Regions from separate parts of the Sus scrofa genome. Here region 2 is linked to region 1. Evidence: chromatin contacts called from public HiChIP or PLAC-seq data. All regions are on one chromosome and are shown on one strand. The core of a region is the stretch at or near the end of the contact, and the rest is flanking DNA. Distances in the headings are between cores, read along the strand shown.

Region 1 (5,602 bases), core at 2,097-4,596:
GGGTTAGCGCAGATTTTGTGGTTTGTGTTTAGTAGCATTCCCCAGTAGCCACAAATGAACACACCACTGATTTTAATTTTAGTATTATCAGTTATATTAATTTATTCTATAATTAAAATAGTAAAACAGTCTGCATAGATTGAAGCTGTGGTTTCAGGTTGTATGTATGAATAACTCACTCTGTTGTGAATTTTGGACAAACCTATCAGCAGATTATTTATGTAAGCTTGTATCATCAGAAACATTGCAGAATGAATCATGTTTAATTAGGATCTAACAAATGTTTCAACCCTTGTTCTGTTGAATAGTATTTTTAAACTATTAAATCAACTTTAAGAATTATAAAAGGAAATTATAATAATTTATTCATAATCATCTTTTTCATCACATGTGTTTTCACTTCGTTGTTTCCTTCTCATGTTTATACACAGAGAGATATTTGAAAATTTTGTACCTTAGGAACCGAGAGGCTGAGAGAATTGATTTGGGGAGGGTGGCAGCAATTTAGTAAATGCTGTGTATTTATGTTAGAATAATCTTGACAGTCTCTTTGCTGTAACGTCTTTTTCTGGTTAGCTCTGTTTCCTCCACTAAAACTAAACATAGTGTCTAGATACAAGTTTATTTCTTAGTTCCCTTCATGGCTCACTGGTTAACGAACCTCACTGAGCAAGACCAAGGATCCATGAGGATGCGGGTTCGATCCTTGGTCTTGCTCAGTTGGTTAAGGATCCAGTGTTGCCATGAGCTATGGTGTAGGCTGGCCGCTGAAGCTTGGATTTGACCCCTAGCCTGGGAACTTCCATATGCCTTGGGTGTGGTCCTAAAAAAACAGTAACAATAATTTGGAGTTCCCTTTGTGGTGCAGCAGAAATGAATCCAACTAGGAACCATGAGGATTTGGGTTCGACCCCTGGCCTTGCTCAGTGGGTTAAGGATCCGGTGTTGCTGTGAACTATGGTGTAGGTTGCAGACGCAGCTTGGATCTGATGTTGCTGTGTCTGTGGCGTAGTCCAGCAGCTGTAGCACCAATTAGACCCCTAGCCTGGGAACCTCCACATGCCACAGGTGCAGCCCTGAGAAGCCAAAAAAAAAAAAAAAATTATTTCTGGCGAGGGATTCTTTAAATGAAGACTGAAGAAAACGCATTTGTTAGTCTTTACCAATATGTGGAAAACTTGGGAAGTTCTAGCCCTTGTGGTATCAATTTAATCTCATTCCTAAATACTATTAATAAAATTAAATAGAAGAACCTCAAATTTTATTAAATTTTATTTAATTTAAATGTGGCTAATTTAGTGTGAAAGTGTAACATTTGATCTGTCGCCTCCATTGCTTGGGTTCTAGAAGGTAGAATCTTTTTCCGCTCTTTTTTTTTTTACCTGTGCATACAGAAGCGGGGCCCGGGGACACCATTGATGTCAGATGATTTAGTCTTTTCCGTAAAGGTGATAATATTAAATACAATCAATCGTGCTATACCATGACTTAAGCATTCCTAAACATCACCGTGCTATGCAGAATTGTTGAATAAAAACCATAGAGCTTATGGAAAAAATGGGGTCAGGCACACAACACTTAAAAACTAAATTAGTGACATATTAAAAAGAAAAAAAAGGAAGCTAATGAAACCAGAACAATTTTACACACATTCACTGGTTAAGAAACACCATAAATAGGGCACTTCACTTTGAAAAAGACCTGAAATTTGCTCGTGGAAGTGGCCTCAGAATTGCAACTTGTGAGTTATTGTGAAGTAGAGGAAGGAGAAATAGGACGGAAATAGTACTGAATGTTGTAACATCCAGATGTGTATGGATACCTGCTTGGTGAACTGAGGTCACTGGTAGATGTTTGAGGTGTGTGCGTAGGTGTGTGTGTGTGTGTTCAGCCGGTTCAGAAAACTAGACACTTCAAAAAAAGAGAGGAGGGGAGTTCCCGTCGTGGCGCAGTGGTGAACGAATCCGACTAGGAACCATGAGGTTTCGGGTACGGTCCCTGCCCTTGCTCAGTGGGTTAACGATCCGGCGTTGCCGTGAGCTGTGGTGTAGGTTGCAGATGCGGCTCGGATCCCACGTTGCTGTAGCTCTAGCATAGGCCGGAGGCTACAGCTCCGATTTGACCCCTAGCCTGGGAACCTCCATATGCCACTGGAGCGGCCCAAGAAACAGCAAAAAGACACACACACATAAAAAAAAAAAAAAAAAAAGAGGAAAAAAAACCCAACGCATTTGGTTTCCTAATCATTTCCAACAACTCAAAAGCAAAGAAACATTCATCCCTCATGGGTGAAATTGCACATAAGCAAATGCAAAATTCCTGTTATGCTCGGATTGTTCCCAAATATTGCAGTTGGTTTGGAACAAATGGGTATTTTCAAAAGAAGTGTTATAGTGGAACTAACTATAAGACTAAGTATGATGTAATTTGTATAAATATGGGAAACTTAAAAAGATTTTAGGAGTTCCCTGTTAGCTTAGTCATAAGGATCTGGCGTTGTCACTGCTGTGGGACAAGTTCGATCCCTGGCCTGGGAACTTCCTCATGCTTTGGGTACAGCCAAAACACCAAAAAAGATTTAAAACAATTTTTGAAATCTCAAGCTTATAGAAAAAACTGCAAGTGTAGTGCAATGTCTTCTTCTTGAACCATTTGGTGACATGAAGCCACATCACCCCCAAATATTGAGTGTGTTTTTCAGAGTTCCCATCGTAATTCAGCGGAAACGAATCCGACTAGCATCTGTGAGGACACAGGTTTATTCCCTGGCCTTCCTCAGTGGGTTAAGGATCCAGCGCTGCCATGAGCTGTGGTGTAGGTTGCAGACGTGGCTCGGATCCAGCGCTGCTGTGGCTCTGGTGTAGGCCGGCAGCTGTAGCTCCCATTGGACCCCTAGCCTGGAAACCTCCGTATGCTGTGGGTGTGGCCCTAAAAAGCAAAAAAAACCAAAAAAAAACAAAGTGTTTTTCAATAAAGAATATTCCAGCCAAGGACAATCTAACCATTAAAGTTAACTTGGTTACTTACGGCCTTCTAATCCTCTGCTCTCCATTAAAATTTTGCCAGTTACCCCAGTAAAGTCCTTTGTATCTAAAGGGTCCAGTTCAGAATCGCCTGTTGTGTTTGTTGTACTGTTTCTTTAGTCTCTTTGAGGAAAATCCAGAGAAGTTCTCCAGTTTCTCTTTGAATTTCATGACCTTGACCCTTTTGAGGATGACAGGCCAGCTCTTTTGTAGCTTGCCCCTAAACTTTGGGTTTGTCTGATGCTTCCTTATGGTTAGGTTAGGTTAGACACTGAGGCAGCAGAATCACAGACGTGATGTCATGTCCTTTTGATGCATGTCAGATGACACAGGATGGTGACTTGCCCCATTGCAGATGATTGCTCTGATCACTTGACTGAGGATGTGTTATCCAGTATTTCCACTGTAAAGCAACTCTTTCCCCTTTTGTAATCAGTGTGTGTTTTGCGGGGAGCTACTTTATATAAATATCTTGTTCATCAGACTTTTCAATGTACTTATTTTTCTATTTATTTATTAGTATAAATCCATGTGCTTTAAAAAATTTATTGTCGTCACTGTGGGCTTATGGTTTTAATGTTTACTCTCATTTATATTTGTACTCAATTGTTGTGATTAGGCCTTTGGGAACCCCTTTGTCCTGGCATCTGCCCTTTTTGATATGTCCCTGTCATTCTTTTTGTTTTTGTCTTTTTAGGGCTGTACCTGCGGTATATGGAGGTTCCCAGGCTAGGGGCCTAATAGGAGCTGTTGCTGCTGGCCTACACCACAGCCACAGCAACGCAGGATCCAAGCCACGTCTGCGACCTACAGCTCACAGCAACGCCAGATCCTTAACCCACTGAGTGAGGCCAGGGATCGAACCCACAACCTCATGGTTCCTAGTCGATTCGTTTCCACTGTGCCACGATGGGAACTCCTGTCCCTGTCATTCTTGAACACTTCCTTAGTTTCTGGAATAACAAGGTATTTAGGCACATTTTGTGCTTTCTTTATCCCATGCTTAGAATCAGCGATTTCTCCCCAAAACTCTGATTCTTTTTAGTGGAGAATGGGTACTTAGAGGCCAAGATCCTGGTCCTGGATGCACTCATTGCTGTTAGAGTGTTATGACTTCTAGGCCTTCTCATCAGTGTGTAGAGCTCTGGAATATATCTGTGTGTACACATGTACACACTCTTACACACCCGCACCCTGCATCTATGTTCGTTTTCACGTGCATATATATACACATATAGAAAATGGTGAGTTCACACCAATGACAGTTTAAATCCAGCACCTAAGGGTTCATTCTAGTTTTTTCCCTTCCCGTATTTCTCACTCCTTTCTCTGACAGTGAGATCCTAACTCCCTTTTTCCTTATTCCCTTTACTTACTTGGCCATTCCCCCATGTGCCTCCATGCTGCTCTGTGTCCAGTACTGTTTGGACATGTTTCTCACCCCCGACATCATTCAGCTCTCTTTGCTGGGCTGTCTCCCTTCTTCATCCCACCTGGGTTCCCACAAGCCTGTACCAGGCTCCTCCCTCCTCCCTGTGTGGGTTCCCCTCACCCCTGCTTTGACTCTGGCGCCCCACCTCACATCCCCTCTTCCCTGCTGGATGCTTTCCTCACCTGTCCTGTCTCTAGCACTCCATGCAGGGCAGCCGCCCTTATCCTGCTGTGCTGAGACATGCCTCTGTGTCTCCCCCATTTTACCCCTGGCAGGTCTGTCTAGCCTCCCCCACCGCGCCCCGACCCATGGCTTCCTTTAGGACTGGATGCACATTTTGGGGGAATGAATTATTTGCCCTGACCATGTCACCTAGTTTTGCATTCTGAAAATAGAGTCACCACACCTGTCTGAAATTCTTTTTTGACTATTTTCTGTGTCCCTTGCACAGGATACTCTTGAATTCTTCCTATAGATGCCACATTTTTAGCTAACCAGAGGGTGACAAAGTGACATTTAGCCCACATAATTACGATGAGTTCCTTTCCTTCGTCAGACTTTCGTGACTTAGGGACCATGGTATTTGAGAAGCCCTATTCCTCAGAAGTGACTATTTGCATCCGTAGTTTGTGTCTCCCCTTCTTCTAGCTCAGGAGTTCATCTTCCTCTGTTTTCCAACATGACAGTGGCAGCAGATGCTGCTTCCACTTGTTGAGCCTTTCTAGAAGTGTTTTGCATATATCATCCTATTAGTTAACACCCTAGCTGTGTGAGACATAGATGTTTTAGAGATGAGGAAACCAAGGCTTGGAGAGGTGAAATGATGTGTTCAAGGTCATACAGCTTGCTCTAAGTTCAACCTTGCTTACTTTCTAGAGCCTGAGTTCTTGAATAAGCCTATGCCGCCTCTACAGTGTTAGGATAAATTTGATTAAGATAAGTTTGGCTTTTTAGGGCCACACCTATGGCATGTGGAATTTCCCAGGCCAGGGGTCGAATCAGAGCTACAGTTGCTGGCCTACAGCACAGCCACAGCAATTCAGGATCCTTAACTCACTGAGCTTGGTCAGGGATCGAGCCCGCGTCCTGGTGGATATTGGTCAGGTTTGTTAACTGCTGAGCCATGAAGGGAACTCTGATTATATTG
Region 2 (5,610 bases), core at 1,271-3,770, 210 kb before region 1:
CCATAACCACCGCTCACAGCAATGCTGGATCCTTAACCCACTGAGTGAGGCCAGGGATCCAACCTGCCAGATTCCTGGTCATGGAATGGTTCCTAGTCAGATTTGTTTCCACTGCGCCACAATGGGAAATCCTAGCACGCATTTATTAAGCACTTATTTTGTGCCAGGCCCTGTTCTAATGCTTGACGTGGATGAGTCCTCTGGATTTCCCGCAACTCTGTGAGGAAGACATGTTTGTTAACCCCATTTTAACAGATGAGGAAACCAAGGCACAAAGAGATTAGAACAAGCTGTCCGAGGTCACACGGCTAGTGGTGTAGACACTGGGGACTGTGCAGGGTGCTGAGACCTCTACCCTGGACCACCCAGTCGTTCCTGTCCCAGCTCGGGCAAATTACTCACTCCTTCTGGCCTCCTCCACAGCATCATCTGTGGAAGGGGAATGCTACTGGCACCTCTCCTTGCAGGGCTGGTCAGGATTCAAGGAGGAGGCTGACTTTTCTGGAGTATTCCAAATGCCTGATTTGGGCCACCTTTCAGGAGCTGAGAGGGAGGATTACATACAAATTATTTGAGGGCAGGCACTGTGTCAGGAACCCGGGATGAGAACGACTGTCACCACTGTCTTTAGTGCTGTACTCCCACTGCCTTGCGGGGCCCACCATGGGACCGTCAGCCAACACGGTGGAACGCCGGGGGCTAACGAGAAGGGCAGGAGAGCATCCAGGGACCACGTGGAGAACCCAGACAGGTCAGATCCTCGCCTGGCAACAGCCACCATACCCGCTCCCAGCCTCACCCCCTCTGCCCAACAAATCCCACCTCCTGTACTTCTGGTTTTGAGGACCTGCCTCCGCCCACAGTGATGGACAGCAGGGCCGGCTTCTTTCAGCTTCTAACTCTGGGCTGGAAAAGTGGCCACAGAAAGGAAGTACCATTGTAAAAGAGTTCCCTTTAGTTCCAGTTCAACTCTAGAAATATTTATTGAGTCAACTAGGGGCCAAGTATGGAGGGCAGTGTCGCATCATCCTTGGCCTCAAGAGCTGAACTTATCAGTGGGGAGACAGCCACAAACAAGTAATTAAAACAAGTAATTGCATGAATGATATTTTTTTTTACTGAGGTGTGAGCTTCCTGGCAAATAGCAGATGTTCAGAACATTTATTCTGCTAATATACATTGAGTAGAGTGTCCAGACTTAACATGATGCCCAGTTTGAAATGTGAATTTCAAACACTGAATTATTATTATTATCCTCATTGCTTTTCAGGGCCACATCCGCGGCACATGGAGGTTCCCAGGCTAGGGGTTGAATCGGAGCTGCAAGTGTCAGCCATAGCTACGGCATTGTGGGATTCGAGATGCGTCTGTGACCTACACCGCTACTCACAGCAACACCAGATCACTGACCACTGAGTGAGGCCAGGGATCGAACCCAGATCCTCACGGATACTAGTCGGATTCATTTCCGCTGCACCACAATGGGAATGCCTCAAATCCCTACGTTTTTAATTACTTATGCTATATTTAATACAAATGTAAAGGAGTTCCCACCGTGGCACAATGGGATCAGCAGCATCTTGGGAACAGTGGGTTGCAGGTTCGATCTCTGGCCTGGCACAGTGGGTCAAGGATCTGGCATTGCTGCAGCTGTGGCTTAGGTCGTGACTGCGGCTTGGAACTGATCCTTAGCCTGGGAACTCCATATGCCATGGGGCGGCCAAAAATGACCAATAGTAATAATAATAATAATAATAATAAAACAAATGTGGAAGTATTTTGTCTAGTCATTTTAAGAGTTTGATCACATGCATCTCTGACATTGGAGAAACTGGCATCATCTGAGTAACTGTTAGAGTTATTTCAAGGTCCCAGGCACGTCCTAGTCACATTTCTTTGAGTTGCTTGAGAGCTGGCACTTCCTGTATCTGTGCATGGTGCCAGGAGGTCCTCTGTGAAGTCCAAGGTGCCCATTCCTGAAACATCCCCTCCATCTCCTCATGGAATCTTTCCTTTAATTCAGTGGTCGTGCAGGTCCCAGACCTCGGCGTCCCTCTGGACTCCTCTCCGGCTTTCACACCTCTCCCTCAAGAGCTGCGGAATCAGACAACCTCAGTACCACCGTTACCACTGCACAGCCCCGGGCCGCCGCCACCTCCTGCCCGGAACCTGCAGCAACCGCCCGCCTGGCCTCTGCTTCCTTCTTTCCCCACTGCAGTCCCCTCTCCACGTGCAGGAGAAGGATCCTTTTTAAGCCCAATTACATCAGGAAGGAGAAGTATTTTCCAGATGTCCCACAGCCAGTGGCAGAGTACAAAACTGAAACACGGCCATGACCTCAGATCTCCCATGCGATGGTCTCAGGGCCGCTACTAAGTCATCTAAAGCCTCTTTCATGGAACATGGTCACTTCCTGCCTGACTGGAGCTCCCAACTGCGGGGCGGGGCAGGGTGGGCAAGGTGTCTAATCTCCAGAGAAGACAGGCCCAGAGAGGGCAGCTGGTGAAGTGTCAGAGCTGAGATCCGAGCCAGATGGGGCTCACTCGTGACAGACAAGAACTTCCCCTTAGAAAGAGCAACAGTCTTCCCGAGGCTCCCCAGGCCCAGAGTTCAGCAAGTGGTGGTGAATTCCAGAAAACAGGCATTACAGCTCACTGGTTGGATAAATTATGAAATTTATTTGTATTTCACCTTTTAAAAGCCAGAACATAACAAATGTCGCTATCTGGAAAGTCCTCTTATTAGAAATACATGAAGTGCACTTAATACAAGGAACTCTGTTTCTTGGTACCACCCGTGAGACCACCATCATCAGTTCCCTAAACGAAGGTTTTTGTCCAATTTCCCTCTAAACTTAGACCGAGGTGATCTCAATGCAGGGGCCTCGAAGTGAACTTTCTCCAGAAGTTACAGTGAAGAAACTGACCATAACATTTGGGCCCTCTCAAGCAACAGCAGATTAGAAAAAATTACTTTGCCCCCAAGAGCTGTGTTTTTGCTGGTTCCTAGGCATCTGGCTCTCGGTGGCAGGGACAGAGGGGCCCACAACAGCAGCGCACAGGCCAAAAGCCCCGTCATTTGCAGCCTCAGCCGCTGACCAGAAAAAAAGTGTCCATATTCAGACAAGAGGTCTGGCAGAGAAAAATGAATTGAAACCCAGATGCCTTTTGGTCGATCAGAGGCTCTACTCCTATACATTACAAGCCCTTAGCCTTATATTTACTAATATTCATGAAACATGGTGAACGCCAAGCTTCTTGAGCTGCTTCTATTACCAACTTCTCAGAGGAGGGTCAGGCAGCAGGTGGTGCTCCCAAGACCTCTCTGCTTTCGAAGGCAGGTCTTTACACATCAATTCACGTGTTGTAACCAGTTTTATAAGGAAACCATTTGTGATAGAAAAGCAACACAATTTAATCTAAGTTACCAAATAAAAGATGCAAGAACTAGTATTCATGGGAGCTCACACACTTCTTATTCATTTGAGGACTTCTTTTCATGCTTCCAGGACAAGAACATAAGCAGGCTCCCAAATCGAGAGGCACCATGACTGAGTCATCTGAAAACACTTCACCAGTTTGAAAATCAGAACCAAAAAGCTAGCGCCCTTCCACCTCTTAGCTGACCCTCCTCCTCTCTTACGGATAATTGGAATTTAACTTTCCTAACCTAGAAACACTTATTTTCACTAAAAATACATGGTGACACCTTACCCTAAAAGGCACCATGCAGGCATTTAAGTCTGAACCAGTTAAATCCTAAGGGTGTGCAGGAATGATAGGAAAATCTCACTCATCAAAACTTCCAGCATCAGACCATGTTCAACCCAGAACATCCACCCTAACAAGACCTGTGAAATGTTTCCCATGAGGTAACTCTAGCTCCTGGCAGCTGCCGCCAAGGACCAACCAACAGGAACCTGCACAGCACAGGAGGGGGCGCTCCATCACCCATCACCCCATTCTTGCTGGCGCTCACACCCCTTGGGGACAAGGGGAGGAGATGCTTGTTTCATTTGTGCTACTCATGACCCAGAAAAGGTCCTGGCTGGTTCGGAGGACCTGAGAGATCAACAGTGGACAGGAGAAGCAGGCATGAAACGAGGACAGGTGGAAAGCTGGGTTCCCTTCCAAAGAGGAGGCAAAAGCTCCAGGAAATGGCTGAGGAGCAGGAAAAAACCGGACAGATGACAAACAGTGAGCAGTAGGGGAAGAGCCCCAAGGAAAGGAGGGCTTGACTGGGGACCTGTTCCCCTGTCAGAAGTGACCCCGTCCCAACACCAAGGCTCACTTCCAGGTCTGTGGGACATTTTAGGTGGAAGAGTCACATGTTTCACGCGGACACACAGTGGAAGCTCTGGAGCCCGCGCCTGCTCACTGGTCAAGGAGGGAGCGTTGCAGCACTTGGTTCATCATGTCCTCTTCGTCAACGTCGTAATCCTACGGGCAAAGCAGAGGCTCAGCCTCAGGGACCGCCTGCAGCTGTGAGGACTTTTAGTCAGGGAGCAGAGCCTCCGAGGGGTGGGCTTGGGAGAGGCCACTGTTTTCGACGCAAGCTGCGTGACTCTGGGCACACAGCTTGCTCTGTGCCCCTGCTGCCTCACCCTGGTGGTGAACATGAGGGCTCCCTCAGACGGGATGGTGAGACCCAGAGAACACCTGAAGGAGGCCTGGCACAAACCAGCTGCTCAGATGGAGCACCCTGCAGTGAAACCAGACGTTTTGGTGCAATGAGGCAAAGTTATGTATATGGGCTCTACTGGGGAACTGATTTCATCTTTCTCTTTTTATTTTTCGGCTACACCTGTGGCATGTGGAAGTTCTTGGGCCAGGGATCGAATCCACACCACAGCAGCAGGCTAGGCTGCTACAGTGACACTGCCAGATCCTCAACCCACTGTGCCACAAGGAAACTCCCAATAAAAGGTTTACTTTGAACAGCTGGCCAGGTTTCTGCCACTAGAATGCCAGGACAACAATGTGTCCTTCAAAACAGCTCAGCTCCAGAGAAAGGATGTAAACTTGATGACACATTTGGCTAGTTGATGCATTTAGCTTGACCTGAAGTACTTAAAAAAATAAACATGGGGAGTTCCTGCTGTGGTGCAGTGGGTTAAAAATCCAGCATTGTCTCTGCGGCAGCTCGGGTCCCTCTTGAGGTGCAGGTTCAATCCCTGGCCTGGCATAGTGGGTTAAGGATTCCGTGTTGTAGCAGCTGTGGAACTGGTCGCAGTTGCAGCTTGGATTCAATCCCTGGCCTGAGAACTTCCATACAGATGCGGAAAAAAAGGGGGAGAGGTGATGCTTCCTATGGAATTCTGCATTTCCAGCTTACTGAGGTTAGGGCCGGGGAGAAGCCTGGCAATACCGTGCCTTCATTTCCCAACCATGACTATCAGCTGGAGATGATGGCAGCATAACCCGAGTCATGCACCACCCAGCCTGCGATTCCTTACGAAAATCACTTGCCACAGACACCTGAACTTAAGGATCTCAAACCAGGTTCTGTAACAGGTAGAAACCATACACTGAAAGAAAGTGGATAAAGGTTTTCATAAAGATAAAAAATAAAAGCAAGCTTTACTTTGCCTCAGTCTAGATGACTGGCCAG

Evidence for each region. HiChIP or PLAC-seq counts read pairs in DNA pulled down with a chosen protein or histone mark.
Region 2: an H3K27ac HiChIP or PLAC-seq map of alveolar macrophages shows a contact between it and region 1. The contact joins two enhancer-like sites.

The regions. Positions count from the first base shown.
Region 1 is chr17:51,313,260-51,318,861 of Sscrofa11.1, reverse strand. The region is part of intron 1 of B4GALT5 (beta-1,4-galactosyltransferase 5); the gene reads left to right. Among named protein-coding and RNA genes, the nearest start is that of B4GALT5, 19 kb to the left of the region's middle. Within about 2 kb of position 3,346, at least 2 of the 83 cell types and tissues checked have an H3K27ac peak or open chromatin away from gene starts, as enhancers often do. A contact at or near this core is called in alveolar macrophages, where this site is marked.
Region 2 is chr17:51,526,416-51,532,025 of Sscrofa11.1, reverse strand. It overlaps RNF114 (ring finger protein 114), which reads right to left. Exons shown (of 6, transcript NM_001001869.1): 6 at 4,243-4,439. The coding sequence ends at 4,374. Among named protein-coding and RNA genes, the nearest start is that of RNF114, 16 kb to the right of the region's middle. Within about 2 kb of position 2,520, at least 5 of the 83 cell types and tissues checked have an H3K27ac peak or open chromatin away from gene starts, as enhancers often do. A contact at or near this core is called in alveolar macrophages, where this site is marked.